Regions from separate parts of the Mus musculus genome. Here region 1 is linked to region 2. Evidence: chromatin contacts called from public Hi-C data. All regions are on one chromosome and are shown on one strand. The core of a region is the stretch at or near the end of the contact, and the rest is flanking DNA. Distances in the headings are between cores, read along the strand shown.

The links. Hi-C and Micro-C count contacts between places; a contact is called where the count stands out from the background.
Region 1: a Hi-C map of granulocyte-monocyte progenitors shows a contact between it and region 2, with 4 times the contacts expected there. The contact joins two enhancer-like sites. A contact is called at or near these places in 2 of 15 datasets of contacts at CTCF or cohesin (the NIH/3T3 cell line and embryonic stem cells), 28 of 484 Hi-C or Micro-C datasets (the HL-1 cell line, the NIH/3T3 cell line, Th1 cells and 22 more) and 11 of 115 datasets of contacts at active chromatin or transcription factors (the HPC-7 cell line, astrocytes, embryonic basal ganglia and 7 more).

Annotation. Positions count from the first base shown.
Region 1 is chr13:43,529,698-43,533,681 of GRCm38.p6, forward strand. It overlaps Gm32939 (a long non-coding RNA gene), which reads left to right. Exons shown (of 4, transcript XR_382266.3): 3 at 506-681; 4 at 1,401-2,088. Among named protein-coding and RNA genes, the nearest start is that of Gm32939, 15 kb to the left of the region's middle. Within about 2 kb of position 1,819, at least 205 of the 459 cell types and tissues checked have an H3K27ac peak or open chromatin away from gene starts, as enhancers often do. A contact at or near this core is called in the HPC-7 cell line, cardiomyocytes, cerebral cortex and 4 more, where this site is marked.
Region 2 is chr13:43,189,256-43,193,571 of GRCm38.p6, forward strand. Gm40929 (a long non-coding RNA gene) reads left to right here. Exons shown (of 4, transcript XR_873309.3): 4 at 1,786-2,341. Among named protein-coding and RNA genes, the nearest start is that of Gm40929, 20 kb to the left of the region's middle. Within about 2 kb of position 2,611, at least 94 of the 459 cell types and tissues checked have an H3K27ac peak or open chromatin away from gene starts, as enhancers often do. A contact at or near this core is called in the HPC-7 cell line, cardiomyocytes, cerebral cortex and 4 more, where this site is marked.

The sequences.
Region 1 (3,984 bases), core at 569-3,068, 340 kb after region 2:
GAATACGGTACTGACAGTGATGGACAGAAAGCAGAGATTTGGAGAGGACACAGGTATTCAACCAGCCCATCCCACCTTTAAATGTTGTATTTTTGGGTCAAATCTATTTTGTCATCTGTTGAGTTACACAAAGCCACTAGCGCACCTCCAGATACAATGAGCTTCCCATGTTGTATTTTACAGAGGGAGATTAAGAAATTTGCACTAGCCAGTTAGGAAATGAATTGCTAGGACCTGAATCCAGGGCTCTGACGTTAGAGCCCATCTTCAGGTTAAAGCTGGAAATGAGAGGTGAACTTCACTTTCTTAATGGGTTGGGGTACTGAGAAGACACGAAGGCAGCGAGTATCCAACCAAAGAAGCAATGTCATGGAATGAAGAAATGATCCCCGGAGGAGGGAGGGTACATGGAACAAATGCCTTTTGCCTGATTCTGTCCAGAGCCTGTGCTGGTACTTGGGTCCTTAAATGAAATGATGTTCGTTCTCTTCTTTCACGCAAACAGATTGGCATAATATGTTGTTTTGCAAGACCCACAGGAGAAGAGCATAAAGCCGGTGTTCCTTGGACAGGCAGGCAGCCTGGTCCAAGTGCATCTATAAACCGTAACCGCCCACACCCAAAGGCAGCGTGTAAGACAAAAAAAGCAGTTTAGAAGATTCCCATTAGCAAGGATAAAAGGTAAGAGCCTCAGACCTTGTCTGCAACACACATATAGCATGGCATAAATTGTGTGTCTTACAGTCTGCGGGGGTGGGGGTGGGGGTCCCTAGCCCATGTGCCTCTCTCGGGGGATGACCACGTCTGAGGGAGGCTTGTGCCTCGTGTTCACTCCTCTGTCATCTGCATTGCGGGTTAGCTCTCACCCACTCCCACCACACTCCTGCTTTCTCTGGCGCCCCTTCAGAGCTCTGGAGCTAATTTTAACCTGTAAGCTGAATCTCAAAGCAAAGAAGTCCTAGAGCTCCGGGTGGCTTGAAACTAAAGGAAACAGGCCGTAAAGTGTTCAGAGAGATAAGGCAAGCCAGGAGATAACTGCTTTCCTCTCTGACCATTGAGCAGAACTTGACAATAAGGGCAGATCATCTTTGGTAAATGTCTTGTCATGGGACAGCAGGCATTCACTGAGGCATTATGGAGCATTATTTTGGAAGGGAGCTGGTTAAAAAAAAAGTGCTATGTTGTTTCTAGGCTTTGGGCCATGTGCATATATACTAATATACTCAAGGGAAGGTGGGTTAACAGCAGTTTTTTTTTTTTGCGGGGAGAAGAATGGGATGGGGCAGGAAGCTTCCTAGAAGTGTGATTCGTGCAAGAGTGACGGCAGTTCAGGGAACTGTCGGGAATACAAAGTTCCCCCATTTGCTAACGGCTGTTCTCTGTGTTTGTTTTTGATACAGAGGACCACTATGGGCCAGATGAAAGGGACTCATCTCTACCCAGGGCACTGAGCACTGTTTAAGCACTCTTAAAGTCGGCTAATACTAACGATCAGCCCTCATTGTAAGCACTCCCTCTGATGTTCATTTTCCAGTAAATAAGCAAAGATGTTGGGGGATGGGCTATCTGACTTCCTAATTGGCAGCTGTTGGACTCTCCTTTGTTGCCCTGGCCGCCTTGAGCAAAAGGACTGTCAATCAAAAGCCAGCTGGACTACACTTAATGCCAACACTGGCTGTGTCGAATACTCCACAGGCGCTTTGAGAGGACAACGCTCTGAATGCAGCTGGCTGTTCCTGCACCTGAAGGGGTGGCCTCGGCCAGGGCTGTTCAAACAGACAGCAACTGGACTGTTTGGTATCACAAGCCTCAGTGAACTCAGGTTACCCTGTAACCACTTCCAACCTAAGCCAGAGGGGGAGTGCCATGGAGAGAAAAGCGGCTGTGACTAGGGCTAAAGAGACAGGGCTCTGATTGGTGCAAACACAAACCCTCATTTGCATGTGGTTTGCTCTGATTGGAGCAAGCTCCCCTCCCTCCTCTAGCTACAGAAGCAGGCAATTTAGTAAGCATCCTGGCAGACGCACCTTCTTGTACTGCCTTCCCATGTAGCAATGTTATGCCCAATAAAAGGCTTCTCTTGAGTGATCTTCTCTTGCTTTTTTAATAGCGTGGGCTGAGCTGATAACACGAGGAAAGGAGCGGGAGAGACAGTGAAGCAACTGGAGGTTAGGTGACTGCTGGGCCAAGCTGCTGAAGCAGTAAGTGGCTACTTGGCAGCTGGAGGCTACAAAGCTACAGAGTTAGAGAAAAGAGAATGCCGGCCTAGGGACTGGAAGAGTTCTAGAGAGCTGTCAAACTATTTGGGCCAAAAGACCTCTAACACCCCAAGCCCAGGAGCTAGAACATACTGGCCACTGTCAGCGTGAGGAAATCCTGATGCCTGCTACAGTCAGTAGTTGCTAAAGACTACTGGGAATCCTGACTTCCTAAGAATAGAAACACAGTGGCACTTGCCTTTAATCCTACACCCCCCACCCCCAGTAGGTGGAGGCAGGTTATGTGCAGCGCGGAAGGTTAAGTGAAATAATAACCGTATTTCCTCCATCGGGATCGTAATACCTTTAGCCTGGCAGTGGTGGCTCATACCTTTAATCCCAACATTTGGGAGGCAGAGACAGGCAGATATCTGAGTTTGAGGCCAGCCTGCTCTACAAAGAGTTCAGGGAGCTGCCAGGGCTACAAAGAGAAACAGAAACTCTGCCTCTGAAAACCAAACTAAACCAAACACAAACCCCAACAAGAACAACAAAACAAAAAAATCCAAAACAACAACAACAACATCACCACCACCACCAGCAGCAGAAAACCCAGTAGCATGAAGAATCCAGTTACCCAAGGCCTCCAAGGAGCTATTAACACTAGTGGGACACTGCTGGCTGCTGATTGGATGGTCTTGAATACAAACATTGTTGAGAACAGCTAGCCTCCTACCTACCCACAATTGTCATCAGGTTTTGTTTGTCTTGAACTCTGAATGACATTGCTCTCAAGCTTAAAAATAAAATAAAGCCCCCCAGGAAGTGGAAGTTTTTGTAGTGTGTTATGACAGACTCAGGTGGTATTTTGCTGAGGCAAGCCCATGCTAGCTGTTGTTCTTGATTTGATTCCCAGCATCCACACAGCAGCTTACAACCAGTTGTAACTCTAGTTTCCAGGGGATTGGGTGGCCTCCAAGGGCAGTAGGCAGGCACATACATAAAACGGATAGGACACTTATCATACATGTAAACCAAACTGGAAAAAAAAAAAAAGACAAGAAAGCAAGCAAGCAACCAAGCAGAAACAGGTTGCTTCCTGAAGTTGTATATTATTTTTATGTTTTTGAGGCAGGGTCTCACTATGCAATCCTGGCTGGCTTAGAGCTTTCTGTGTAGATTAGGCTGGTCTCAAACTCATAGAGATCTGCCTGCGTCTGCCTGCCAAGTGCTGAGATTAAAGAAGCTGTACTACCATGCCAGGTATTATAGCAACTTTTTGACATTAAAAAACACATCCGAGGCTCTGATTTGCTTGGGGAAGATTGAGGACACGTGGTTCCTATTCCCATGGACTCAGTGGGAAGCTGATGGCAGGGAAGACAGACTCTGTGCAAATGAAACAGAACCTAGGCATGCTGCGAATGCCCTCAGAGACCTGGTTCTGGCTTTCCGTGGATCTTTCATTTATGCTGAGGGTGGTCCACAAGGCTGAGTAAGAAATGACGAGACACATGAACAACGATGTCACAAAGAAGACAACAGAATCAAACAGCAGGCCTAAGCTTAGGTGACTCTAAGGCCTGAACAGACGGTTCCATGCTTAGAGCAACTCCTTTGTACTTTAAGAGTGTTGCCACTTCCCTTGGGACATGATTGGGCGTATTCCTGCCCTCTCCCAGTCCCTGTCACAGCCTGGTTTGTACTCTAGCTGTTCAAGAGAGCAGCTTATTGAGTAGGCTACCACACTGTTCTCAGTCTGTCTATCTTGGTAACCTAAATGGTA
Region 2 (4,316 bases), core at 1,361-3,860:
TTTAAAGAGTGGCAAGACTGACCCCCTGACTTTTCCCTGCATTAGAGGACCTGCTCTGTGTTTACCATTAGTGTTGGCTACCGCTTTGTCATGTGTGACCTTTATTGTGTTGAGATTTCTTCTTTTTATTCCTAGTTTCTTGAAGCCATTTTAAATCTTTTTAAAATTTTTATGTCTATGGGTATTTTGGCTGTATGTATATCTGTGCATCATATGCATACAGTGCTGGGGGTGGGGGGGCAGAAGAGGGCATTAGATCCCTGGGACTGGAACAATTACAAGCCACCATGTCAGTGCTGGGAATTGAACCCAAGTCCCTAGAAGAGCAGCCAGTGTTCCTAACTACCGAGCCATTTCTCTGGTCCTTCGGAGGCTTTTTACTATGAAGGGATGTAGAACTTTGTCAAATGCCTTTTCTGCTGTGAGATGACCAGGTAATTTCTAACCTTAAGCTTATTTACATGCTGGGTTTCATTTACTGATTTGTGTACGTCGAGTCAATCTCGTGTCTCTGGAACAAAGCCATCTGTTCATAGTGCATGATCTTAATGCAGTACTGCATTTGGCTCACAAGATCTTATCGTGAACTTCTGCATCTTCATTCACTGGAGAAACTGTCACATAGTTTTCCTTCTTTCTTGTATCCTCATCCAGCTTTGCTATCAGGGCAATTGTGGTTCCATAGAATGGGTTTGATGGTGTCCCTTCTCCTTTTAGTTTAAGAAACAGTTTGGGGAGCATTGGGGGTAACTTTTGAAAGATTTAGGGAGATTTATTACTGCCTTGAATGGTTATTAGGGACCTGCTTGTGTATTTATATTTGGTTTAATTAAAACTTTTTTCCTGCCGGGTGTGGTGGCGCATGCCTTTAATCCCAGCACTTGGGAGGCAGAGGCAGAGGCAGGCGGATTTCTGAGTTCGAGGCCAGCCTGGTCTACAAAGTGAGTTCCAGGTCAGCCAGGGCTATACAGAGAAACCCTGTCTTGACAAAGCAACAACAACAACAAAAACCCTTTTATCCTTTTGATTTCTTCATTGCTCTATTAATTATTCAAGAGAACATACCTAGTTCCCTTGTACAGTTTCTAAAGTTCCCCTTGTTCCCAGTTTCTAGTACTATTCTACTATCACTAACAGAGGAGGCATATAAAGTTACAAATTCATACACTGAATAGCTCAAAGATCTTCACAGGGCAGCATTTTAAAACATCCCTGTGATACAACAGGGTTTATAGTAGGAAACTGTAGTTGCTACCGTTCCCCTTGTTCCCAGTTTCTAGTATTTCTCTGCTATTCCTAACAGAGGAGGTGTATACTTCTCCTCACCATCGGCCTCTTCCTCATTTTAAGTATTTTCATGTGTACCTTGTTATTTGTACATCCTTATAAAAATTGTACATTATAAACTTATACATTTAATTGTGATATTTCATGTATTAACATACTTTGGTTATAAGATTTTACTTGTTTAATTTTTGAGACTTATTTTGTGGCCTAAAGTAGTCTGTGCTAGACAATGTTCCCTGTGTGATGAGAAGAATATACATTCCACAGCTCTTGGATGTCATGTGTTGTACCATGCTTAGTCTTAGGCAAATGTGTGAGAAGCAGCAGAGTGTAATGTCCTGTAAATGGCTGGTTTGTTTAGTCTATAGTATAATTTAACCCTAGCATTCTTTGCTGCTTTATGTTACGATAGCTTTGGGTTCTTCATCAGTCTGTTGTTGAAAGTGGGTACATATTCTCTCCAAGAGTCAGAGTATTAGCATTCATCTCTTCTTACAGAGCTAATCATGTCTTCAAGAGGACGGGGAAAGGGAAAGAGGCTAAGGAGGCCGGGGAGGAGACCCATCATCGATCGGCAGGAGATGAAGTGAAGGGGATACAGCATGTGTCAGGTGACCAGGAAACAAAAATGACTGAAAAGCACTCAGTCTGCATGGATGGTTTGGATGCATGGTGGGTCCAATGGCAGGATGGATGGACGGACAGATATAAGCAAGAAAGAGAGGCTGCTCGAAAGTAAAGGAGAACCTGGATGTCACAGGAAATCCAGCAAGGCAGGAGATCCAGATCTGACCCACAGAATGGGTTAGGGAGTCCCAGGGATAAGAAGCCAGAGACTCCCCTGTTGAGCTTCCAGCTCTGTGGGTCAGGCAGGCTATGCTGGGAACTTCCACAGAAACATTCTCGTGTAGGAAGAGAAAGGAGACTGGAATGACAGGTTCTCTGGCTGCTGAGAAGGGCAAAGAGGCCCTGTGTATGCCAAAAGATAAATGGCACACACTGAGTGGTAAGGGGCCAAAAGATCCAGGACAGGTGACAGGAGAGGGTGAAGTAGAGGCTTTTGTATCTTTGGGGGGGGGGAGGCTGAAGGGGGGGGGCGATTTGCAAATGGGAAAAGCACCAAGAAAGGAGGGACCCAAGAGATGGCACTTACTTAAAACACAGTGGTAGACATAGAACATTTCTTTCAGCAACTGCCAACAGCTTGCTAGCTTTGGACAGCCAGATTTCATAAACTTCCTGCAGAAACTCCTCCTCCATTCTTTCTCACCGCTGTCCTCCTCATACAGGCTGTTCTTGAATCACAGATTAAAGGCTGTCGGCCGCAAATAGCTCCTCTCCCACGTCCCACGTAGCTCCCGCGTAGCTCATGTGAGTTCGCTTATCTGCATAGCCTTCCGTTATCTTGGATGCCCAGCTCTCTGGCCCTTACATCCGTTTTCTCCCTTTCATCTATTCTTACCCTTGACATGCTCCAATCCTTTTGCGGCTGCCCTCTCTTCCCCTTACCGTCCCTGTTATGGCCAGCCCCGCCCTCTTTTCCCTCCCACCTCCTTTGTGACCTGCTACATGTTGTCCCTTCACAGCTGGATTTCCACACAGCTGCTATTCCGGGGCCAGTTCTGTCTCCTGCTTTGTGCCAGGAACCTGAGTATCAAGTTAGCTTAGCACACTTAAAAGCCACTTCATCTGTTGGTGAACTTGTCCCAGATGAAACCCAAGAACATAGTGGGTCTTTAGGCTGACTGCATGACACCGGGTCATAGATCTGCTTCGTCCTTGCTGGTGGAGTATCTGAAGCAATTATGATTAACCCTTCCCAAGTGGGTCTCTAGCCTTACCCTAACCTAGCCCTGATCGAGACTCTTTCGTTCTTTATTAGTGGCTTGGGGTGGTTTTACTAAGCCTTAACTTTGTACACAAGCACCCCCCCCCCATCACCTTAGGGTCCCTCTTGGTTTTGTTTTTTGTTTTGTTGTTGTTTTTGGTTTTTTTGTTTTTGTTTCGAGATAGGATTTATCTGTGTAGCTCTGGCTGTCCTGGAACTCACGCTGTAGACCATGCTGGCCTCGAACTCAGAAATCCACCTGCCTCTGCCTCCCAAGGGCTGGGATTAAAGGCATTCACCACCACTACCTGGCCTTTGGGTTGTATTGTAATAAGAATTCTTGATTGTAAAAACTGTTGTTTTGAGTTGCTGACTGAAGGTTTGTAAAAACATCATGAAATTGGGGCTGACATTACAGACTACAATAAGTTTAACTGCATTTACGTTGCCTTGACATTGGACTTGGTATTTTAAAACATTTGGGGGGATGTGGGTGGGTGCCACACATGCATATGGAGGTCAGAGGACAACCCTTGAAAGCTGGCTTTCTCCTCCTTCCATCCATGATCTGTCAAAGATCAAACTCTGGTTGTCCGGCTTAGCAGTAAGACCTTCACCCACCAAGCTGTCTCACCCACCCAGGGTTGGTATAAATAACCCAGAGATGATTTAACGTTTATGGGAGGACCGTGTAGGTGCTGTGGTATACCCTCCATTTTACAGAGGGGACCTGAGCATCCATGGGCTTAAGCGCATGTGTGGATGCTGGATCAAATCCCCCCTTGGATACCAAGGGACTATAATTGCCTGAGAAAGCCTCCCTTGAGTGACTTATCCTATTTTCACAGATGGCTAGAGGGAAAGAGTGTGGTTTGATCTGTATGTAATTAGCAGATAAAGGTATTTCTGTAATTAGTACAACATTTGAGAGGAAGCCCAAGCAACCAGGTCAGATTCCGTGGCGTTATCTTGCAGACCTGTGGTTGAGCCTCAGTCATCGCTGAAGTCACCCCTCAGGAATTTACCCAGCAGATGCAGACTGAGAGATAACAGTCAAAGGAAGCCTGACTTGAACAAGCAGGCAAAGGCATTTGAAGGGCTTTAACTGGCACCGATTTCTTAGAGCAGTGTTTGGTTCTAGCGAGCTGCAAAGCTGTGTGTGTTTGTGACTTGGCGCCAACCCTGTGGAAGGGTGTGTCCT